Regions from separate parts of the Mus musculus genome. Here all the other regions are linked to region 2. Evidence: chromatin contacts called from public HiCAR-type, Micro-C and promoter capture Hi-C data. All regions are on one chromosome and are shown on one strand. Each heading gives the region's core, a stretch centred on a gene start, on an enhancer-like site or on the middle of the called end of the contact. The rest is flanking DNA. Distances are from core to core; before and after follow the strand shown. Region 1 holds the start of Hk2 (hexokinase 2). Region 2 holds the start of Paip2b (poly(A) binding protein interacting protein 2B). Region 3 holds the start of Emx1 (empty spiracles homeobox 1). Region 4 holds the start of Pole4 (polymerase (DNA-directed), epsilon 4 (p12 subunit)). Region 5 holds the start of Rab11fip5 (RAB11 family interacting protein 5 (class I)).

Region 1 (2,700 bases), core at 126-2,625, 1.1 Mb before region 2:
GGCAGAGTGAGGTGGGCTCAGGAAGGTCAGAGCGACTAAAGGTTCATTTTCAGAAACCAAGAAAACAAAACAAAAACAAAAAAGAAAAAAAAGAACTCTGGGGATCGTGGGGTGGGAAGATGAGTCCATTCCGTGTAACTTTTAGTTCCAAATCAGAACATACTATCCAAAATCCGCCCTCAACTCGGCGGCCAGACACGGGGACGAGGCGGGGCGGTCCCCAGGAAGGTCTGCTGTGAGGGGGCGCCCCTTTCGAGCCTCAGTTCCGGGCAGTTCAGTTCCGGGGAGGGGGCGCGGCAGGCTAGTCTTTCTGCGCCCTTTCCCGCTCCTTCCTGGGTGGCTCTCTCCCCCACCCCACCCCCGATCCACCCCCAAGGAGCGCCACGAGGAACCGAAGGCCTCTTCAACACATCCTTAAATTCAAGAGGGCCGGGCCCCAGCTGCTACACGCTTCCACCCCGCCTCCTCCCCTAAGCAGGATTCTTCCCCACGTGCTCCTGCCGGAACTCGGGGCTGCAGAAGGGGGCTCCTCCCACGTGGGCGCAGCAGTCTCAGACTACGTGCAGGGCGGCCGTCCCATCAAGAAATTAGGGGCTCTAAGGGTGGGGAGGGTGCGCGCAGGTCCCGGGTAGGTGGGACTATCGATGGTGAGCGGTCGGGCCACGAGGGTGCCTAGCAGACGTGGCTTCTCGCGCGCAGGACTTTCCCAGCTACCCAGACTGGTTCCACGTCTCCAGCCCCGAAGGAGGAGGAAGCAGGTCCTCTGCGTGCTCCAGATTCCGGGAGAGCACGCAACTTGGTCCGAAGCGAGCCAGAAGCTCCCGCCCGTGCCGACTTACCTTCTGCACTTGGTTTTGGTTGAGCTCCGTGAATAAGCAGGCGATCATATGCGAGGCGATCATCTTGTTGCGGCGAGTCGGGGCCAAATAGAGAAACCGAGGCTCGAGCGCTACCGATGGAGCAGGCAGCGCTGTCCGACCGCTTTGAAACCAGGCCCGGGTGTCCGGCTGGGATCGAAGACTCCAGGAGCCACACAAAGAAGCTTAACCACGATGGCTCACCAGCTGAGGGCCTCAAGTTTCCAGAAACAGGGTTTTTTTTTTTCTTTTTTTCAATTTTTTTAATCACAACTACTAGAAGGTACCCTAAGTCTCACTCCTGCCGACCGGTCTAGCTGCTTAGCGTCCCGTCGCTAACTTCACTCACTGGGTCACTAAGGCTCAACTTCGGAAAAAAATGACAGTTCTGTTCCAATCCGGCGATCGCACCTATCAGAGTCACTGGCGTGATGCTCCTGCCCTCGGATCTCCAAAGCAGAACAACTCCGGGTAGCCTGTGGTGTCCTGAGACTCCAGCACTGGAGTTGGTGCAACAATGTGGCTTATTGAGGGGCTGCCGGCTCTTTGGGCCGCCCCGGACAGTGACGTGGATGTGCTCATTGGCTGCGGGAAGAGGGTGTGTGCGCTCTTCGGCTGTCCGCCCGCGGTCCACAGCCAATCAGCGCCTAGAGCCCGCGGGCGCGGCTGCTCCAGCACCCAAGCAGGCGGCGGGAGAGACGCGCCCGAGGCTAGGGGCGGAGCTGGGCGCCAGAGTTGGGACGTGTGTTCCGTGGCTAGAGCTCGGGACTCCAGGGCGCATGAGCCACCGCCGCGTCAGGCTCAGCTTCGGGTGGGGGGCGCGTGATCGCGGACCCAAGAGATGTTGGGCGACTGGAAAGACAAGTGATCGTAGCAGCACACGCCATAATCTGGTATCTGGGGATCATGTGAGGGGCTGCCACTGCCCTGTGACAAGTCTGAAGCACCGTGATTCTCATCTTAATTGTAGCTCAACGAGTCAGCGGATCCCTGAAGCTAAGCCATTACAAAAGTCAGCCCTTCTTAATATCACACCAATATAGCATATGGATTTTACTAACCCCGTTTTACAGATTGGGGAACTAGGCACTGTGCTGTTAGTGAGTTTTGCCCAAGGTCACACCCCTAACAAATGGTAGATGAAGACAGGAACACATCTTACTCTGAAATGCAATTCCCCCACCCCCGGTATATTATCCAGCCTTTCTTGAAGCCAGCAAAGGCTGGAGAGAAACTTTGTTTGTAGCTGGGACTGATAGATGGGAGGAGAAAGGGCACCTGTAACAGCTTGATCCTAGGCTCAAGTGGTGTGAAATGGTTTATAGATGCTGAGAAGAGCCCGCCTCGACCTCAGCTCATGCCTGACACCAGACTCTAAGTTGACATTTATGAGTAGACGCCATCAATATTGAAATAGCACCTCAGATGACATGAAGTTGGTGCTGGTGGAGAATGGAAAGCCAGGAGTTTGAAAGTTACATGGAAGGAAGATAAAGCCTACCATTTCCAAATAATCTCACTCCCCAAGCCCTCTCTCCACCTCCGGAGTGGCATGTGCCACTACTGGGGATCTAACATGGGACTTTGTGCGTGCTAGAAAAGCACCCTGCCCACTGAGGTACACCCCAGCCCTAAAAAGGCTCTGCTCCACTTTCTATGATGTGGTTCATCTATTTCCTCTCTGGGTGATCCCTCTTAGCGCCATCGTCAGCAGTTACACCATCCGCACACAGGTAACTCACAAACCTAATCTACAAGCGAGGACTTTCCCCAGGGATTCTGGCTTTCTTAACCAGCTGTCATTTGTCATCCCTGTGGAGGTGACTAGTGTCTCACACTTAAC
Region 2 (2,700 bases), core at 146-2,645:
GCACAAACATAAGGCCTGCGAGGCAATGCTGTCACCTATGAGGAAAGACTGATTTTAATTTCCTCTAACAGACTTCTTTCTCTACTACGACAAAAATCTTACCACAGCAAAACACAAGGAACTATATACTGTTATGTGCTACAAATTGGATAAGAAAAATAGTAAAGTAAAGCTTACAAACTCCACAACAGTGAATCTGATGCTAAACTACGACTTAATTTTCCTTTTTGAAAACCAAGAAAAACAATTCCAGATATAAAGCCAAGAAAATGACAACATGAGAACAATGCAATTTTGGATATGGATAGATATCTTATTCTTTCTCCCTTTCTGCCTAAAGTACTAGACGTATTCCAATACTCAATGTCCTCTGGCTTCCAAAATAAAACCCCTATTGTCTAATACTCCTCAACTTCTAAAATCTCAGTTAAAACTATGAGTGATAAGCTAATTTATTCGCAGTAAACGTCTGGCATATTTTTATTTGGGTTTGAGACAGTGTGGAAGGCCATCTAGAAACATATGGTTAGAACCACCACAGGAAGCCAAACACTGCCATACTATGAGGTATAAACAAATAAATTCTCTGTAAAGATAATGCTGAAGGTCGCCTCTGGGCTGTTGTAATTCTCTCAGAGGCTGTGTGTGATAATCACATATATCCCGTATCTTACGGACGTCCGGGATGACCAGGCCCTTCCTCATAGTGTAAATTAGTGCTCTAAGCTGGGTCAGAATCCCGTTCCATCCCGTTCCACGTAACAGATTTCAAATTGGTTGCTGCTGGCAAGCCTTTCCACCTGCATTTTCAGCAGTTTTGAGCAAAAGCACTTTATGAGGACAATGATTCTAGAAGAAGAGTGGGATTAGATGGCATTGAAGGGGAGGCAGAGAGAGTTTAAGCAAGCCCATTGCAGTTCCGAACCTTGCGGAGCCTGTGTTCAGCGTCGTCATCTGCCTCTCGCCTTCACCCTTCCAGGTGCCTACAAAAAGCAAAGTGAGAGGTGTTAGTTTCCGGGGGAAATGAGGCTGAAATCCTGAGGTTGAGAGTGAACGTCTCAGAAGGCGAGAGAGAGGAGGGGCGCCAGGAGGCGGCAGGTCATACGTAGCAAGGATGGTGAAAAGGGATGAGGTGAGAGGAGCTGGCCCGCGAGCGCCAGAGCGTCGGACGGCCTGGGCCCGGGCCGCGCTGGGAAGGGGCTGTGCGCGCTCCCGGGCAGCCCGCGGGTAGAGGGGCTGTGCGCAGTCCCGGGTGGCCAGACGATCCCAGCCCCGACGCCTCAACCCACCTGGCCGCGCGGACAACGCCGCCCCGAGGTCCGCACCACAGCACAGCGCCGCCTCCTAAGAGCGCGAGCCTCGGCGCACAAACGCTCGAGGTACCTCGGCCTCACACGCGCGTCTCGCCCCGCCCCCCAGCGCCATTCATTGGCTGCCGGACAACGCCCCGTCCATCTATTGGACAGCAGAGAATGCCGCTCACTTACCTGGTTTTGATTGGTCTAAATGTGAAACAATGCCCGCCCAGCTCTTTCAGAAGTTCCAGTTTTTGATTGGTCTTAGCGTCTGTCCATTCGCTCCGCCCTCGATGGAGACTCCCAGCTCTGATTGGCTGAAGAAGCATTGGTCACGCCTAGATTTCCAGGCCAAGGATGAATCACCTCCATGTTGGGGAGGAGCCAGAGTGCAAGGACTCCGGGTTTGTTTACAAAGGCTTCTGCTCCCGCTTCATCCATTGGCTAAGCTGGAAGCCTGTGTCACTTGTCTAGATCACTTTAGAAAAGGGAGTAGGATTCAGGGATTTCCTCATCTGTCCATTAGTTAGAGATGAGTTTTGAGAGCGGGAATTTGCTTCTGTGTTAAGTCGTGAGGTTAAAAATTAGGACTATTTGGGAGATTGGAAGAACAGAAAGGGTTGCTTCCACGTTTTTAGAAACAAATTTGACATTTTCAGTCCCAGCAGGCTCAAGATTGAGGCAGGAAAATCACAAATTCCTCAGGGCCAGCTTGAGCTCATATTGCGACCAAGTCTCAGAAAAACAAGACACACACTCACATTCACACACACACACACACACACACACACTTGTTCTGTCCTTTGGGTTTAAGATACCTTGTATTAGTTAGTTTTATGTGTCAACTTGACACAAGCTGGAGTTATCACAGAGAAAGGAGCTTCACTTGAGGAAATGCCTCCATGAGATCCGGCTGTAAGTCATTTTGTCAATTAGTGATCAGGGTGGGAGGACCTGTTGTGGGTGCTGCCATACCTAGGCTAGTAGTCCTGGGTTCTGTAAGAAAGCAAGCTGAGCAAGCCAGGGAAAGCAATCCAGTAAGTAACATCCCTCCATGACCTCTGCACCAGCTCCTGCTTGCTGACCTGCTTGAGTTCCAGTCCTGATTTCCTTTGGTGATGAACAGCAATGTGGAAGTGTAAGCTGAATAAACCCTTTCCTCCCCAATTTGCTTCTTGGCCATGATGTTTGTGCAGGAATACAAACCCTAACTAAAACAATATCCAAATTTTAAGTTATGTCCATAAAAAGAAGATAGGATATTGATGGCTGGAGTGGTGGATCAACAGTTAAGAGCATTTGCTGCTATTGCAGAAGACAGGTTCAGTTTTCAGCACCTCATGGTGGCTTACAACCACCAGTAACTCTAGCTCCAGGGAATTAGATGCCCTCTTCTGGCCTCCAG
Region 3 (2,700 bases), core at 191-2,690, 1.4 Mb after region 2:
CACAGTACCCTGGAAGGTTGGGGTAGATAGATTACAGAGTACAGGTTCTAATGGTCAACCGCCTTCTTGCCCTCCGGACTTAGTGCCTGCATTGGAAACTAACTTGAGCAGATTGGGACACTGGCCCGCGGTCGCAGGTCGCAGGTCACACGTCCAAGAAGCTAGGATGCCACTCCCCTCCCCCCAAGGACCACTGGCCTGTCCTCTGGAGAACCACGCGAACAGCAAGGCCAGCTCCAATTTAGAATGCAGTGACCCAAAGACCCCATTTTGGCCTTGTCGTCCAATACTGACGCCCAAGGAAAGGAAATCACTCTGAGCTTAAGCCCCGTGGTCCAGTGGGAGATGGTCGCAGCGCGAGGGAGGGAGGGGGAAGGCTGGCAAAACCGCTGCATTGGAACCCTTGCGAACTGCCGCGGGAGAGCTGCGGAGTGATGGGTTATGTCGCTCCTCCCCGGACAGTGCGAACCTGGCCCCTGAGAAAAGAATGCATATCCTGTTTGAAGCACTGTTCCCCAAATCCATAAAAATGTGAAATTTCAGAAACATAACCGCAGCTTCAGAAAACAGCTCCGGAGGCTGATGGTGGGTGAGGGGAGAGCTCTCTTAGGTTAGGCGAACGTAGACCAGGTTCTCTGGAGAATCTAGGCTGGACCCCAAACACCCATCCTAAGCTTGTATCCAAGTTCTCTAAGAACTGAAACGACATCCCAGGGCGAAGGGAGGGGGTTCAACTGAGGTACGTGCTTGAAGAGGGTTTGGTATATTTCCTCAAGCCCAGGCTTTGTAGATGTCCCCCTCAGAGCAGAGTGTGGCGGAGGCTAAAGGACCAAGTCAGAAAATCAAGATGCAGAGTGGAGGGTAGGAGGAGGACACTAGATCAAGCACCAATGCTCCAGTCCGGCTTTTGCCTCCGACTGGGGACCGTATTCCCCCACCCGCCATCCATCGCCCCGCCCCGCCCCGCCCCCCACCTTGGGGCAGGTGAGCGGTGGCCAATGGGGGAGCGCGGGGCAGGTGCCCGCTAACTCTCTCCTCGCAGAGCTGCAGCCCAGGCCTGGCCCGGCAGAGCTAGAAAGATCACGGGCGGTGGTCGGTCACAGCTTGATTAGTAAGGGAGAGATCCAGGAGGACCGCTGAAGCGGCTCTCAGTAGCACAGGCAGCCCGCGCCCGGGCGTTTGAGAGGAGCTGCCTGCTGGGCCGCGGGGACCACGCTCCAGGCGGTGCGCAGTGGCCCAACTCGGTGTTAGGGCTCTCGCACGCCCCTCGCCGCCCCGCTCCTGGCTGGTCCGCAAGGGCCGAGCGCGGGCGGGTGGGCGGGCGGGGGAGGTGAAGGGTGCGGGCGTGAGTGCATGTGCCAGGCTTGGTGCACACCCCGCACGGCGGCAGCGCCGGGGCACCGAGCGTTCCCCAGAGCCCCGCTACCTCACTCCGCTTCGGCGGCCGCGACGATGTTCCAGCCCGCGGCTAAGCGGGGTTTCACCATAGAGTCCTTGGTGGCCAAGGATGGTGGCACCGGCGGGAGTCCTGGCAGCGGGGGCGCGGGCTCCCATCCACTGGCTGTGGCCGCATCAGAGGAACCGCTCAGGCCCACGGCGCTCAACTATCCTCACCCCAGTGCGGCCGAGACGGCCTTCGTGAGTGGCTTCCCTGCCGCTGCCGCTGCGGGCGCCGGCCGCTCGCTCTATGGAGGGCCGGAGCTGGTGTTCCCAGAGGCCATGAACCACCCGGCTCTGACGGTGCACCCGGCACACCAGCTGGGCTCCTCCTCGCTGCAACCCCCTCACTCTTTCTTCAGCGCCCAGCATCGGGACCCTCTCCACTTCTACCCCTGGGTGCTTCGGAATCGCTTCTTTGGCCACCGCTTCCAGGGTGAGTGTCCATGCCGTGTTCGTGACCCGGGGATGCGGGGGGAGGCTAGGCGCGGCGGCGGGGATGTTCAGAAGTTGTGGGGGGACAAGGCTTAGGGATCAGCCTGGACTGTGCGCAGGCGATTAGCCTGTGGTCTGCTGCGTTGGTCTCCCACCCAAGAAGTGAGGTTGGGACCGCCACGCTTTTCAAGGAATAAAGCCAATTGGAATAGAAGGCCGAGAGCATCCTAGGAGCTTTTTCAGACCCTCCAGTGGCCAACCTTAATCTCCTTTCCGACTAAACCAGTCCCAACCCTGAAATGCTGGCCCTCTGCCCTTCCCGCGCCAGAGCTCTGAGCTGTGACCATACTTCGCTCTTTTGGTCACCACTACTCTTGGCGCGTCGGGGCAGGGGAAAGTCCACCTGCATTCGCTGGCTCTGTGAGAAGCAGGGCAGCGTGGTGCGTTCACTCGGATTTCTTGGGACGTTTCTCAGCAACCTTGGCCAGACTTTTCCCAGTTACATGTGCCCTCTCCGACCCAAAGTGGAAAAGGCTTGCGAAAACAAACCGGCTTTCTTCACCACTGACCTCCTCCAGGAGCCCACCCGGTTGCTAGAGCTCAGGACAGTCCTCTTGAGAGGGGTAGTGGCAGAGGAGGGCTTTTAAGGTCATATCTAGTCTTACCCCACCCCGTCTGCAGCCGCATCTGGTTTGCTAATTAAGACCCCTCCAAAAGCTTTAAACACGCACAAACACACACACACACACACACACACACACACACACACACACACACACACCAGTTATCTGACTTTCCTAAAGAGAGAGAGAGAGAGAGAGAGAGAGA
Region 4 (2,700 bases), core at 133-2,632, 1.2 Mb before region 2:
AACACAAGGTAAAGGGATACTTGATTGGCTCTTGCCATTCAGACATCAGACCCAACATGGAATTTTATGCAAATGACATCACTTACAAACTGTAACCCAGAGGTCCTAAGATCCATCTTTACACTCACTATTCTTTTAACTGTCTCACCTCAAAAGCCAGCGAAAATGCTGTTCAAGGCATCCTACAATCCTGTCTTATTCCAAAATTCACTTTTCTCTCTACTCTAAAGACACTAGAACAAGGCCGGGCGTGGTGGTGCACGCCTTTAATCCCAGCACTTGGGAGACTGAGGCAGGTGAATTTCTGAGTTCGAGGCCAGCCTGGTCTACAGAGTGAGTTCCAGGACAGCCAGGGCTGCAGAGAAACCCTGTCTCGAAAAACAAAAACAAAAAAAAAAGATACTAGAAAAAGAGTTTGGCAGCATAGAAGGGAATGAGAGGTACAGTCTCTAAAGGCTTACACATGTGGAAGGGTTACCAGGTAGACAAATAAACCAAAAGCCAAATTTCCCCTTGCTTCAATGATGCCTTGTGAAACAGCTATAAGAAAGCCCAGCCCATAGCTCCCCTGTCCACCCTGGGGTACCACAGCGACTCTACCCAAATCTCTCCTCTGGAGAGTTTTCCTCTTTCCTTGTTGAGCACAGCAGTAGGCATCTTTTGCGATAGTCTCCACGAACAGTTCCTGCAACAAAAAAAAAAAAAAGCAAGCAGAGATTAGTGGACTCTAGCCCACTGAGATGAGCAATCCTGTGTAGACGTGGACAAGAAGGGTAAAGGGGGAACTCTACCACACAGGAAAGTTCTAGAAGCTACCATTGTACTGAACTTATGAAAATACTTCTGCTATCCCTCTCCATAGCTCCAATCCCCCTGCTCTAATATCTCCAAATCCACCCTACTCATTCATTAGGATCCCCTTCAAGTTCTGTGTGAGCCGTGGGAGCCATGCAAACTAAATTTGCGTGGGTCCTCGTGAAGAGGAGAGTGGCTAACCAACTCAAACGGGGCCCACAGAGGCCTTCCTAGGTCTCAGTCAAGTCAGGTCGGCGTACCAGGGCCCGCCACGCCCCCTAGCGCCACGCCCCCTAGATGCCACGCCCCTTTCCCCGACCCAGGCGCCCTTGCTTCCCCGTCGCACCGCGGCACGCGCCAGGATAAAGATGGCTTCCTGTCCCGCCAGCGTTACGTCAGGGTCTGCCTTCACCAAGGCCTTTACTCTCGCCAGAGGCAGCCTCGAGAGGCGAACTCCCCCGGGTGCACTCGTCGGGGCTTGGGCCTGCGAAGCCGCTGCCTCCCCTCCGGGAGCCTCTTCCTCTCTGGGCGTCCCGCTCCCAGCAGCCGCCGCTGCCGCCATCCCCTCCCGAAACGTGTGGCGCGCGGTCGCTGACTGAGCGCGCGCACGCGATTTCGGCCCCTTTCCCGCGCCGGGTAGAGACCACGCCTCTCCGTGTGGGCGTGGCCCCACCCTCACTAGGCGTGGCGCGCCAGAACCGCCCCCTCTGACTCCGGGGTCTGATGTACTCTTCCGGGCGGCCACAGCCTGGAAGCGGCCGGGCGTGGCCTAGCTGAGCCGGAAGTCCGGATGCTTCTCTAGAGCCTCAGTAGGTGCTGAGTTTAACCTCTAGGCCAACAGGAGGGGAACCCGTGGGTGTCCCCACAACGCTGCCCCGCGCAGCGACAGACCCGGGCCAGCGCCGGGGATCATGTTTTAGGTGGAATGGGACGTTTGACGGGCAGAATTGGAAGTGCGGTTTAGTGGGAGGAAACCACTGCAAAAAAGGCGTGCAGACACGGAGAGCAAGTTTTGTCTGTGGTTGGTCAAACAAGGGTTAGCTCAGAACACTGATCTCCTTACTCAAAACAACAAAACTAAAAACTGTGTTCTCTAGGAACATTAATTGCATAGGGTTTATGTTTTAAAATACTAGTATGTAGTGTTGGCAAAACATTATCATGACAAGTAACTTTTCAAAAACAAAAATTGGCGGGGCGGTGATGGCACACGCCTTTAATCCCAGCACTTGGGAGGCAGAGGCAGGCGGATTTCTGAGTTCGAGGCCAGCCTGGTCCACAAAGTGAGTTCGAGGACAGCCAGGGCTACACAGAGAAACCCTGTCTCGAAAAAACCAAAACCAACAAAACAAAACAAAAACAAAAATTGATGAGAAAAAAATTAATGTCTCCTTTAGAAAACAATTTGATCGTCTAGCTGCTTCTCAACATTTTACTATCTGTTTTTTTGCATAGTTATGGAAAATTCCACTGCACCTTCTTGAGAGAATGAGAATGACTAAGATTAAGATAACTTTTACCAGGTGTGGTGGTGCACGCCTTTAATATAAGCACTCAAGTAGCAAAAGCACATCATGCTCTTTGAAACCAGCCTGGTGTACAGAGGGAGTTCCCAAGCCAGCGAGGACGACATAGTAAGGCCCTATCTTTAAAACAGAAAATCGCTTTGACCTCGCCGGCCTCTGCAAAGGATCTCCAAGAAGCCTCTCCCTGCCTCTTCTTACCTATGAGTTCTCATACCGAACCAGAGATCTGGCATGGAAGTGTGGCAAATATTCGCAATAGGCAAGAGAGACAACTCAGTAAAGTGTATGCTGCTCATCAAGGACCTGAGTTCGAATCACCAGAACACAGTAAAAGGCTAGTGTGATAGAACTCCTGTAACTTCTGCACTAAGAGAACAGG
Region 5 (2,700 bases), core at 67-2,566, 1.5 Mb after region 2:
TTGAACCCAGCATTGGGGAGGCAGAGACAGTAGAATCTCTGAGTTCAAAGGCAGCCAGGTCTACATAGCATGTTCCAGGACAGACAGCGCTACGTAGAAAGACCCTGTCTCGAAACAAAACAAAACAATAAGAACTTTTCCTATCCTTTCTAGAGAAAATAATCCGGAGAACTGAGGGCATTATAACCACTGTCCCACTGACCCAAGCTGATTCAAATGTACCCTTCTTTACTCCGAGGTGGGCCAATGCTCTCAGTCCTGGTACCCTAAGACAGAGTCACAGAGTACGTCTATACGGTGAGGTGTATCCCTGAACGTTCAAAGGCCAAGTGTCCTGTGTAACCCCTGGGAAGGCTGGGGTGTCTCCCTTCAATCTTGCCTTGGAAGATAACACCTCACCTTCCTGCTTCTACAAGGTGAGACTTCCTCTCCACTACCTACAGGCTAGTCACCTCTTTGAGGAAAAGAAGGCAGACCCTGAAGTCTTTAAATTTCCCTTCTTGAATTCCCACAGCCTCAGAATCCCATTCCGAACTTTCCTTGGCCATGTACTGCCAACGCTTGGTCACTACACCAACTCCATCAGGCCTTCCAGGCCCACCAGGCTGCTGGGGAGACAGTCAGGGGGAATTGGGGAGGGCAGAAGGCTGAATGAGAAGTAACAAACAGTATACGGGTTTGTGTCCTTGAGTGGGAGGACCGGGTCCAGACGTCCCAACCAGCCCCGCCCGGTTAGGCCTTCAACCGTTTTTGTCCCTGCTCCCAGCGCCCCAGACTCACTGCGTGTGCTGGGCGCGGCCTGCGCGGAAGACCTCGTCCAGAGCTACGGTTGCCCGGCCCAGAAACTTGTCCACGCCGATGAGTGAGCGATGCATGGTGGTGAGCACGAGCTCGCAGGCGGCGTTGGGGCCGGAGGCCCAGGGCGCAGGGCCCGCATCTGCCTCCTGTGCCCGCAGCAGGCCGTCCAGGGCTCCAGGCGGTAGCTCGAACGAACACTCTTCGCACCATTCCGGGCAGCCTTGCGTCTTCTCCACTACCGAGGTGCTGTACTTCTCTCGGCCCACCTGGATCACCGTGTACGCGTCGCTGGTGCTGCCGGCGCCCGAGCTCTTGCCCCTCAACCCGCTGGCCCGCAGCACGGTCACCTGGACATGCGTGGGCAGCCAGCGGGAGGATCCGGCCGCCGGCTCAGGGTCCCGCACCAGAGCCATGGCGGACCCTGGGACAGAGTGACAGACGTGGCAGCCGCGGGATGCTGTCAGGAGCCGGCTCCCCCGCGCCGCCTGCAGCGCACCGACCGCCGCAGCTGCGGGCTGGCCTGGGCCAAGCGGGCCGCCGCCTCCCCGCCGCCCCGCCTCCCGGGCGGCCGGCCGCCCCGCGACGTCACGCCCCGCCTAGGCCCAGGCCAGGCCCCGCCCCCAGTTCCACCAGCATATAGCTGCCTAAGAGCTAAAGAAACCCAGAGAGGGGCGCGGCCTCTGCAAAGATGTGGGCGGGGCTTTCTCACTGGCCCAGCCCCTCTGGGGGAACCTCAAGCTCCCGCTGCTCTTCTAAAAGGTGACCGGTGCAGAAGGGCGCGGCCTCTGCGTGTGTTGGGGGAGAGGATTGAGATCTGGCCATGCCTTAATCACGACCGGATTCGCTTGTGCACAGTGCGGAACTGCAAAGGAAGAAATGGAGGGGGCTAGGGACGAAGGCCGCTTGCAGCCTCTGCAGAGAGGTGGGCGTGGTTACCACCATGGCCCCGCCCCGTTTAGGCAGCGACTCCAAGCTAGAGAGCCGAACCTCTCTGCATAACTATCCACCGCGCTCTACCTGGACAGTGTCAGGGTTTTCTGCAAGCTCCTGTACTCCTGAAAGCCCTCGCTGCTTCGAAGATCCATTCTGCTCGGCGTGGATTTGAGGGTAGATAAGATGCCTACTCTAGAGACCCCCTAAATCGCACATGCGCTCCCATTTTCAACTCTCTACATATATGTGATGACCTAGAGCCGCCGCTGGGAAATCACTGGAGTGGGACTTAAAACAATCTTTTTCTGCTTTGATTTTTCCCCCACTCCCTTTTTTTTTTTTTTTTTTTTTTTTGGAAACGGAGTCTCTTCTGGCTCTCCTGGAACCTGCTATGTAGATTACGGCTCGAATTGTTAAATTCCTGCCTCCACTGAGTGCTGGGATTAAAGGCGTGCCCACTGGTTTTAAAACTTTTGTGTGGCCAGGTGTAGTAGTGCTCACCTTTAATCCCAGCACTTCCACTTGGGAGGCAGAGGAGGAAAGATCTTTTTGAGTTTGAGACCAGCCTGGTCTACATAGTGAGTTCCAGGCTAGCTAAAACATTAGCCTTATATACAAACAAGGCAAACAGGGCCTTGTTGGTAGTAGACAAGCATTCTACCACAGGACTAATCTTCCACCTCTAAATCCATTCATACTTGCCTACTGTGTGTTGTGTTCTGAGAACTGCCAGCACACTTGTTTCATTATTAAGATAATGGTTAATAATTATGGATGCTGAATTTCAGCAAGAGTCGGCCAACAACTGACTCATGAGCTTTCTGTGCATGACCTCACTCATTCTTCAGAGCCACCCTATATGTGAATTTGGTTTCCCAGAAGGCAGAATTATAGGTTAGATAAATTTACCTAAGATGCATAACAAAGAAGCTGTTGTAGCACAGCCTATAATCCCAGGACTCTGAAGGC

The links. Promoter capture Hi-C pulls out the DNA fragments that hold promoters and counts their contacts. A called contact is a pair of places that touch in the nucleus more often than the background predicts. HiCAR-type assays count read pairs that join an accessible place to other places.
Region 1: a promoter capture Hi-C map of pre-B cells shows a contact between it and region 2, with 2.2 times the contacts expected there. The contact joins the promoter of Hk2 here to the promoter of Paip2b in region 2.
Region 3: a Micro-C map of embryonic stem cells shows a contact between it and region 2, with 6 times the contacts expected there. The contact joins the promoter of Emx1 here to the promoter of Paip2b in region 2. A contact is called at or near these places in 1 of 39 promoter capture datasets (hippocampal neurons) and 1 of 484 Hi-C or Micro-C datasets (embryonic stem cells).
Region 4: a contact with region 2 is called in a promoter capture Hi-C map of pre-B cells, with 13 times the contacts expected there. The contact joins the promoter of Pole4 here to the promoter of Paip2b in region 2. A contact is called at or near these places in 1 of 39 promoter capture datasets (pre-B cells) and 2 of 9 other capture datasets (adipose tissue and liver).
Region 5: a contact with region 2 is called in a HiCAR-type map of astrocytes, with 4 times the contacts expected there. The contact joins the promoter of Rab11fip5 here to the promoter of Paip2b in region 2. A contact is called at or near these places in 5 of 115 datasets of contacts at active chromatin or transcription factors (astrocytes, embryonic hindbrain, embryonic stem cells and 2 more) and 1 of 9 other capture datasets (adipose tissue).

The regions. Positions count from the first base shown.
Region 1 is chr6:82,773,079-82,775,778 of GRCm38.p6, forward strand. Hk2 (hexokinase 2) reads right to left here and starts at 1,376. Exons shown (of 18, transcript NM_013820.3): 1 at 840-1,376. The coding sequence starts at 902.
Region 2 is chr6:83,830,346-83,833,045 of GRCm38.p6, forward strand. It overlaps Paip2b (poly(A) binding protein interacting protein 2B), which reads right to left and starts at 1,396. Exons shown (of 5, transcript NM_146169.2): 1 at 1,290-1,396; 2 at 926-983. The coding sequence starts at 954.
Region 3 is chr6:85,186,491-85,189,190 of GRCm38.p6, forward strand. Emx1 (empty spiracles homeobox 1) reads left to right here and starts at 1,441. Exons shown (of 3, transcript NM_010131.2): 1 at 1,441-1,873. The coding sequence starts at 1,453.
Region 4 is chr6:82,651,483-82,654,182 of GRCm38.p6, forward strand. Pole4 (polymerase (DNA-directed), epsilon 4 (p12 subunit)) reads right to left here and starts at 1,383. Exons shown (of 4, transcript NM_025882.3): 1 at 1,142-1,383; 2 at 601-685. The coding sequence starts at 1,357.
Region 5 is chr6:85,373,318-85,376,017 of GRCm38.p6, forward strand. It overlaps Rab11fip5 (RAB11 family interacting protein 5 (class I)), which reads right to left and starts at 1,317. Exons shown (of 6, transcript NM_001003955.2): 1 at 781-1,317. The coding sequence starts at 1,211. 4933423K11Rik (a long non-coding RNA gene) reads left to right here and starts at 1,537. Exons shown (of 4, transcript XR_869208.2): 1 at 1,537-1,905.